Regions from separate parts of the Mus musculus genome. Here region 1 is linked to region 2. A link is a contact called in public HiChIP or PLAC-seq data. All regions are on one chromosome and are shown on one strand. The core of a region is the stretch at or near the end of the contact, and the rest is flanking DNA. Distances in the headings are between cores, read along the strand shown. Region 1 holds the start of Ccr9 (chemokine (C-C motif) receptor 9). Region 2 has its middle 17 kb from the start of Lztfl1.

The links. HiChIP or PLAC-seq counts read pairs in DNA pulled down with a chosen protein or histone mark.
Region 1: a BATF HiChIP or PLAC-seq map of CD8 T cells shows a contact between it and region 2, with 13 read pairs. The contact joins the promoter of Ccr9 here to the enhancer-like site in region 2. A contact is called at or near these places in 1 of 39 promoter capture datasets (macrophages), 1 of 15 datasets of contacts at CTCF or cohesin (CD8 T cells), 36 of 484 Hi-C or Micro-C datasets (2-cell-like embryonic stem cells, the AML12 cell line, B cells and 21 more), 12 of 115 datasets of contacts at active chromatin or transcription factors (CD8 T cells, the HPC-7 cell line, the SCID.adh cell line and 7 more) and 5 of 9 other capture datasets (adipose tissue, embryonic stem cells, liver and 2 more).

The regions. Positions count from the first base shown.
Region 1 is chr9:123,764,332-123,768,988 of GRCm38.p6, forward strand. Ccr9 (chemokine (C-C motif) receptor 9) reads left to right here and starts at 2,880. Exons shown (of 3, transcript NM_009913.6): 1 at 2,880-2,976. Gm17021 (a long non-coding RNA gene) reads right to left here. Exons shown (of 2, transcript XR_380030.3): 2 at 376-4,657.
Region 2 is chr9:123,732,553-123,737,448 of GRCm38.p6, forward strand. No RefSeq gene overlaps it. Among named protein-coding and RNA genes, the nearest start is that of Lztfl1, 17 kb to the left of the region's middle. Within about 2 kb of position 1,804, at least 11 of the 459 cell types and tissues checked have an H3K27ac peak or open chromatin away from gene starts, as enhancers often do. A contact at or near this core is called in CD8 T cells, the SCID.adh cell line, Th1 cells and 1 more, where this site is marked.

The sequences.
Region 1 (4,657 bases), core at 1,630-4,129, 33 kb after region 2:
AGAAAAGCCCTGGTTAGTTGGCACCTTAACCCTATTGAGGCTGTTGCTAAGGTGGGCGCATTAGTGTCTACAAACATATCATCTAGACCTATATGATCTACCTAAGTGGTCACAATCACGTTTAAATTTAAACCAACTGCAATCATACACACACACACACACACACACACACACACACATCTATCTATCTATCTATCTAAAATTTTTATTTATTTATTTATATTTGGTTTTTCCACACAGAGTTTCTCTGTATAGCCCTGTCAGTTCTGGAACTCTGGAACTCTGTAGGTCAGGCTGACCTTCAACTCAGAGATCTGTCTGCCTCTGCCTCCTGAGTGCTGCGATTAAAGGCTTGCACTACCACACTTGGCTTAATTTTTTTTTTAAAAGACCAGTTTCTCACTCCCACTAACTTCAGAGTTATTTCTTGCAACTCTATGTGGTTGCACACTGGACAGTGTGGCTTCGGGATGTGTCTACTGATGCTGAGGCATTCATAGCTCTCCTCTCAATTCCTAGGACTTACACTTGACTCCTTCTGTTTTCCCTAATATATACAGAAAATGCTTAAATTCCTGGCATGTAATTCTGGGCTACAACCATAGCCAAAGTTCTGCCTGATCTCTGTCCACTATGACCTGTAGGGACTGACGGGACCTTTCACACTCCTAGGAGTTTGAACTTGGGATTCTCTCTGCTACACTCAGCAGAGCTTTGCCACCGAACTGCTCTTTGCTGAATCAGTATACCGTCTTCTTTTAGGTCAGCTTAATCAATGGAAAGGAGACAGACAACAAAGTCCTTCCGAAGACCCCTATGTGCTTCTGTGGTATGACTTTCCTAATATGTGTAAATATTAAAGAAGGAGGAGAGCCAGACTGTCAGTGCATCTGGAGAGCAGTGAACTGAAGCAGACTTTTCTTTTCTGCTAGAGACAACTCCAGAACACAGTTTATGAGAAGGAGCAAAGGAGGATCAGATGAGTCTATTGGCTTCAGCAGCAAGGCCAATGTCAGTTTCTGTTATAGATACTGGGACTTGTAGACAGCAATTCTGGATTCCAGTTATTCACTAGAGACCATCAGTTACTGGTACTAATAGCTGGCCTGGTTACTGAGGACACGGTGTTCTGCTTTCTAGAGCCCATCTTAGGCAGGATGAAAGGGGGTCACCAGCATCCTACTGTCACCCAGTTCTGAATTCTAATGGCCAATGCAGAAGTCCAGCAAAGACACTGAAAGGATGGAGCTTTTCTTGCAAGGGATGAACCAAACTAGACAACTAAAGAGGCACCTCAGTGGCCCTGGGTTCCTTTGAGAGTCCAGAAACTCTCTCTGGGATGTCCTTGCCTTTTCCTGACTCCCCAGCCTCTTCAATATGTCCAAGAAGAGGGTTGTTGTGAGTGAGAGTAGGACCTCTTCAGATTTGCTTTCTCTTAGACCGTGGGGCCCATGTGGAGGAAGGGGTCTGACTTTTATTCCTCACTGCATCCATCTCCTTCCATCTTTGAACCACCTCTTCTGGCTTTCTGATGTACTTGCACTGGTTCCTTGCCATACTCTAACTCGGGGAAGAGACAGGTCTCAGAGAAGGAAGTCTTAACAATTCTAGTCTCTCCCTCCAGGAGGCTTTCCAGGCACAAGGCAAACAGCAAGTTCACTGCTATCTCTGCCTAAAGGTGGCCAGAAGGTCAGGGCCTAGAGCATGCTCTTCCTGCTGCTCCCTTCTTTTCTCTCAGTAATTGACACAGCATTGGACACTGTCAGAGACTGGTAGTACACTAGTTATGCACATGAATGTGGGTTGAGGGAAGGGAATTTCTTGGCTTACTCACACCATGGTTCCCTGGAGGTGATGAATCAATTGCATCTTTCATTCTTACTACTCAGGTCTTTCAGCCTTTCCTATGCTTATTAACCTTTTGCCACTGAGATATAAATTAGGACAAATCATGAAATCTCTTTGTTCTGTACTAGGAGGGGGTGATTGCTGGGCTATATGTCTGGGAGTAACACTGCACTTAGTGCACAGGATGCTAAACACATCAAGAGGAAATTAGTCTTCTAGAATGAGCTGTGATTTGTATATTTCAAATATAAAAAGGAGTTTTAAAAAAATGATGACAACAGGGAATCTTCACTATAACTGTGGCCCTTTAAGAAGATATCACCTGTGAGTTTCTATAAAAAATATAACATTTGCATGTTGAGACTTTTCAAAACTTTACTGAAACACCTGTGATTCATAAAGACACTTTAGCTCTCAATGTTAACATATGTGTAAAACTTTTCTGAATTTAAGGTGTCCTTGGTCCTTCATAATCTGTTCCAAGCTGCCTATCACATACAGAACTTTCTGAGGTAACAGCATCCGCAGAGTGCTCTGCCATGTCATAAATGTTAGGCATCTGTACTATCCGTCATCTGTAGCAGCCATGGGTGCATGTGTTGAGTGTCACTGCAGAGGTGCTCCCCATTATAGTTTCCATTTCAGTGGGAACATTTGGCTGGTAGCTATAGAACTGGGCAACACAGGTCTCTCAAGGCCTCAAAGGACACATCTTGATAGACAGTATAGAGGTAGTACCTCACATATACTTGTTCTTATAAATGTGTGCCTCTGGCCAGGACTCCCCATGTCTCCGGCTCCTGTATCGGGGGCCTAAGAAGACAATTTGCTCTTAGACTCTGTGTGTACATTGTCCACACTGAAGATGGTTAATCCTTAACCCTGGTGGTCCTTAGCTTTGCATTTCTGGCTGCAAATGATAGATGTGTGTTACTAGAATCTGCAGCAGGTGGCTCCCCACCCTTCTGGGTTACTCCGCCAGTGACAACACAGGCAGAGGTGGCCTGGCTTCCTTTTTGGTGTGTTTTAGCGGATAGCTGTCTGCTCAGAACCCACAGAAGCCTTCTCATCCCAGGCAGCTGCAGTGGTCCTCTCCCTACAGACCCAGACTCTGCACTTCCCCTCCTGGTGAGTAGATCCTTCCCTTCTTCTGTGCCTTAGACATCACCTGTGTACTTGGCTATATGCTGCCACCAACGCATCTATATCCCATGAGTGCACTCATCTGTTCAGATGTCATGTGTACCATGCTCTTTGCTAGAAAGTTCCAGTATGGCTCAGGCTTCTTGTAGGGTGAATGAAGAGTCTCCCTCTCGGAACACAGTGAAGGTCAAGCTCAATAGCATTGTTTGTGATTTGTACCTTCAAGGGAGGAGAAACAGTGTTGGGACAGGTAGCAAGGGGGTTTCCAAAAGTCTGAGAAGGGTGACAACCTTGGGTCTGAGAGACTGGCCACAGAAAGGACTTTTATAGCAGAGAAACCTTGGGGACCAAAAACTTGACAGGAGTGCAGTAGACTATGGTTCGTTAGACAATGAAGTGCTCAGTTGTTTAACTCCATGTCAAACTCTGTGCTCAGTACATGAAGTGTGGCCCAGGAAAGACAGACTAAAACATATATATTTATAAAACTATGTGTGGTGTGATTCCCTTCGCACTGGTACATGTTTATGTGCTATTAAAGGGACAGTACGAAGACACGGCTCAGAAATCTAACAATGGCTAAACTGGAAAGTGATACTTGACTTTGTATTTTTCCCTCGTTTATATTTATAAAGAGAGAGAGTGTGTGTGTGTTTGAAGTTTTGGATCTTTTTGTGCATTGTGAAAATATTCTTTGTTGATCAGAAAAGAAGCCAAGTTATTTCAAACGACCCATCCATAGAAAATTGGCATGCCCTTTCTTTTACAACATGTCCACATTCTTCTGTTCTAAAAAGAATTTAAAGATTTATTATACTTTTAATTACGCATGTGCACATGTGAGAACCGGTGCTTGAAGTACTGATGACTGTGTGAGTCTTCTAACATAGCTGAAATTCATACTTAGGTCCTCTTCAAGACACGTATTATATCTGTTCTTAGTTGCTGAGCCATCTCTCCATGACCTCCACACTCTCATTCTTCAGTTCTTAATTAGCCTGCTCTATAGCCAGCCAGTAGGTCATAGCAACTGTTGCTGAGCTAGTGATCTGGACCTGCAGGCAACCACTACCAAGGGAATCTGTCTCTTTAGCCTCTTTGCCAAACAATCCAAAATAATGGTCATTCCAGCATCTGGAGTTTCAGAGCCCTCTTCTTCCAATTTCTGTCCATTCTTATCAATACTGTAGACTCATGCTCACAGGTCCCAGGGAAGTGAGCTCCTGACTCAGACTTTGTGAATAGGTCTGATGGTAGATGACTCAGAGTCCTAGAGCTACACACACACACACACACACACACACACACGCTAAAATGATTCAACTCATGAGTACCAAGTAGGACAAAGGTCAAAGTATAGACCTGGGTTCATAGCTCCTGTTCACAGTGTGACCTACTATGATTGGTAGTAGCACTGGATGTGATATAGGCAGTGACAAGCCATCTCTATCTGATTTTTCTGTTAGTTTCTTAAGGGAAACAGAATAGGAAAGTAATGGCAGAGTAAGGATAGTTTTAGACTGACCTACCTCATAGGCAGTTTTCACTTCTGTAGAACGAGCAGCTTTCCTCTGTCTCCTGAACATTATGCTTTCAGGTTTCATGTCTTAGCTGATGAATTTTTCCTACCACAGAGCAATGTTTCCTCACCTCATCCCATGATTCT
Region 2 (4,896 bases), core at 554-3,053:
GACAAATCTGACCAGGGCCCAGCACACTGCTATGTGTGAAGTGTTTTCAGTGTGAAGGCAAGGACAACTTCCAGAAATAAAAACAAGCCTGGGGAGTGGGGCTTACCCAAGGCCAATGTCAGCACTGAGAGTGCTTGTGGGCACTGGAGTTGTTTTGAAAGACTCAAAATGAAAGGACAAAACCCTGACAGAGACAGAAACTTCAGAGGGCAAAAGTTTAAGAAGGGATTTATTTTTAATGTGAAGAGAGAGGGTAGATTATGAGTAAAACTAAAAACTGTAGTTCAGATACAAAGCTCTAGGAAGTCCTAAGCTTTGTGTTTTGCTGCCTGGTTGTCTATTCTGGGTCAGAAGCTAGCCAGGTATACCTGCCTGGTAACTAGAAGATGTTCTGCTAGTCTAAGAGAAAGATCATTGGATGTGTGCAGAGGAAAGATGAAGGATAGATTGCTGGCACTAAAAGAGTTGGTTTGCATGTATTGTGCATACAAAGGTATATTTATGCATGTGTTTTTACACTGATGCCAGAGGCAAAATCAAAAACCAGTAGGCACATTGCTGAGAACAAAAACTCTCACCATTTTTTTTTTTCAGTACAAACTAAAACAGGCAACTGGTTTAAGGTCCACGACTTTCTAAGGCTTTGTGAATCGCATCTTTCTGTATAACCAATTGAAAGAATTTACTCATCTTTTACCTAAAAAAGAAACCTGCTCATAGAAGCTGAAAGCTGGCAGGGAAGTGCTCAGCTTGTTATAAATGTGTTCTATATAAAGTTCCCCCTTTTGTGGCTAGCCTAAAGTTCTGTGCTATGGTTGAAATACTTCTTAATTTTTATTTTATGGGTATAAGTGTTTGCCTGCATATACGTATTTGTATCACATGTATGGGTCGTACCTTCTGAGGCCAGGAGAGGACATTGGATCCCCTGGAACTGGGCTTACAGATGCTTGCATTTTGCTTTTTGAGTTCTGGGAACCAAATGTGGATTCTCCACAAGAACAGCAGATGTTGGATTTCCCATCTGATGGTTATTATCTTTGTTATGGAGCTCACTTTTTGATTGAAGATATAAATATCACACATGGCTGATTATGAAGTTTAGGTGACCAAGTTTGTTAATTTGTCCAGCAAATGCACACTGTATATGTGATATGCATGCCAGGCACCAGCTAAGGCTCAGGGTCACAATAGTGAGATAGATGGGTACCTGCTCTTGAGAGCCAAAGTGAGTAATAAGCCTAAGCACACTGATTCTATGGATTGATTTTCCTTTGAAGAAACTCACAAATTCATGTTAGCCTCCAAATCCTCCATCTGTAATACCAGAAATGCATAGAAGAGCCAGAGAATGCTTCAATTTTGCTCCAGGGTGACTGATAGACAGACCTGAGCTGTGTACAAAGTGAGGTGCTATGGTGCTGTGATCTCTCTTCAGGCATACCTCCTTAGGGAGGGGAACAGAGGTGATACAAGACAGTCAAACTGAAACCCATTATGGTATCATGCAGGGTGTGGAAGATACAAGATTCTGGTCTTTTAACGATGATATTGGGTCTGGGCAGTGTTTTCCCCTCAAGCCACAGTGAAGAAACACTATCTTACTAGAGGAATTATCTAGAAGGAATACTGCTTCTCTGGTTTTTACTATTTTGACATATGGGAACGAAGAAAGGCTAGACCTGATCAAACTGCCACTAAGGAAAAAAATGGTTTTTGTGGCTTGGAAACTTCTTAAAGTGTGGGCCAATCAATGCCTTTGAACTCAGGCTTAAGATTCTCTACTTGTTGCTTGTACAGTCACTGGCGGTTAGGAAGGATGCCCAGCATGGCCTGCAGCCTTCCTTCAGAGGGGGAATTCTCTTGTATCTTGATGCAGGCAGAACACACACACACACACTCACACACACACACACACACACACACACACACACACACACACACACACACACACGAGATGGATACTGTTGGCATTTCACCTAGGCTCCACCTCATAGTTGTCTGGCAACAGTCAGGTATGCCTGACTCACTATAAAAGGGGCTGCTTGCCCCTCCTCTCTCTCTTGCCCTCTTTTCCTCTTGCTCTTGTTTCCTTACCTTCTTACCACTCTCTCCCCATTCCCCTCCCCCTTTCTCTCCACGTGCTCATGGCCGGCCTCTACTCCTCTATTCCTCTCCTCTCCTCTCCTTCCCCTGCTCCTCCTCCTCCTGTCTCTGTCTCTGTCTCTATCTCTCCTTTTCTCTGTCTCTGTTGCCCCCTCAACTCCCATCCATATGCCCTAAATAAACTATTCTCAGGGGGAAGGGATACCTCAGCAATGGCCCACAGAGGCACCCCGTTTCCCCACATCATACTGCACTTCCACCAAACATATCCCTGGCTTCTCTTTCATTTTATAAAACACAACGGATACCCTGCTAGTTGATTTGACCATTGTGTTGTGAGAAAGGCATGCTTCCTCTTTCCAGAATGCTTTGTATTATACTTGGATCCTCCCTTGTTCTGAAATTTGGTTTTATGTGAACTCAGTTTTGTCTGTATTGGAGTCTGGTGAGAAAAATATTATCATGGGATCCAAGAATACTCCAATAAAGAGACATTTGCTGAGTGTATAATTCATAGCTCCACAAAGATACTCCTAAAAGAAAAAGACAGAAACTTATCTGAGGAAGCTTATATCAACTCTGACATCATGCAATGTACATGGAGATATATTTAATGCCTTTTGAGTGGGAACGATATTTCTTTTTGTTTGTTTTTTGTTTTTTTTTTTCATGGATTGAATGACTTATTATTATTAAGATGTCAATACTAACAAAAACTACCTATAGATTTAACTTAATCCCTATCAGAATACACTGCCTTTTTTTGTATTCTTTCGAAATGTCATAGATGTATGCAATGGATCTTGATTGCACTCAATCTTGACTCTTTCTCACCTACTTCACCTGGTTCTCCGCCCCAATACATATCCCTTCTAGCTTCAAGTCTTCTTTTTATAAACCACTAAGTCCTCACTGGTGTCCAAGTGCACATAGCTGTTGGGAGGTTTACTGGGACATGGGCAATCTGCTAGTGGCTACCCTGTAAAGGAAAGCTACTCTGTATCCCAGAGAAGGCACTAATTGCCAATACCTACTCAGCTGATCTTAGGCCTCAGGAGCCTCTTCTGCCTCCATCTTGGAATCTTTTACTAGCATGATTTTATGCAGGCCTTGTGCAGATAACTACAGTTAGCATGTGTTCATATGTGCAACTATCATGTCAGGAACAGAAGACAAGTTTTGCTGCAATCATCTACTTCCTCTGACACTTAGCATCCTGTCTCCTCTTCTTCAGTGATCCCCGAGCTGTGGATGATGGGAGATTGATACAGAGGTCCCATCTATGGATGAGTGCTTACAGTCACTTACTCTGAGCACTTTGACCAGCTATATGAATCTCTTCATTAACTGCTACCCACAGCAGTAAAAAGCTTCTCTGGCCAAGGTTGAGAGCAGTACAGATCTGGGTAGCTGGATACGATGCACTTTCTTCCACCTCACACTTGAGAATTTGGATCAGTGTGTAGAAATTGGGATGCTAACAAGTTCTTCAATTGATTCTGAACCCAGTGATTCAAAGATGCCATCGTAAGTGAACACACTGAGGCACAAATGTTGATATAAAACCTCGGATCTTGCCAGGTCTGGTATGTCCTGCTCATCAATCCTCCTGGTGGGGAAGATAAAGCAAAGAAAGCTTTCTAGAAGTAACTATGATGGATGAAGTGGCTGCTGAAGAAAAGAGTAAGATTTTCAAATACAGCAATAGGGAAGACTGCTTTTCTTTTCTTTTATTGAAAATGGATTCTTTTCTCATAAAATATATCCTGATTATAGCTTCCCTCTCTTTATTCCTACTGATCCATGAGCAAGGAAGATCTTTACATCTTTTGATATCTTCTTCAATTTCTTTCTTCAAAGACTTGAAGATGTTTTTAAAATTGAATATTTTCTTTATTTACATTTTAAATGTTTTCCCTTTTCCAGGTCTCTCCTTTGGAAACTCCCTATCCCATCCCACCTCCCCCTGCCTCTATGAGAGTGTTCCCCCACCCACCCACCTATTCCTGCCTTTCCTCCCTGGCATTCCCCTACACTGGGGCATTGAACACTCTCAGGACCAAAGACTTCTCCTCCCACTGATGTCCAACAAGGTCATCCTCTGCCACATATGCAGCTGGAGCCATGGGTCCCTCCATGTGTACTCTTTGGTTGGTGATCCAGACCCTGGGGAACTCCGGGGATCTGGCCAGTTGACACTGTTGCTCCCTCCATGGGGCTGCAAATCCCCTCAGCAATTTCAGTCCCTTCTCCAACTCCTCCATCAGGGACCTGGCACTGAGTCCAATAGTTGGCTGCGAGCATCCTCACCTGTATTTGTCAGGCTCTGGAAGAGCCTCTCAGGAGACAGCAATATTAGGCTCTCATCAGCAAGCACTTCCAGGCATCCACAATAGCTTCTGGGTATGGTGGCTGTATATGGGATGGAACCCCAGGTGGGACAGTCTCTGGATGGCCTTTCCTTCAGTCTCTGCTCCACACTTTGTGTCCATATTTTCTCCTGTGAGTATTTTGTTCACCCTTCTAAGAAGCACTGAAGCATCCACACTTTGGTCTTCCTTCTTCTTGGGTTTCATATGGTCTGTGAATTAAATCTTGGATATTCCAAACATTTGGGCTAATATCCACCTGTCAGTGAGTACATACTGTGTGTGTTCTTTTGTGACTGAGTTACCTCCCTCAGGATGATATTTTCAAGTTCCATCCATTTGCCTGTGAATTTCATGAAGTCATTGTTTTTAATAGCTGAGTAGTACTCCATTGTGTAAATGTACATTTTCTGTATCCATT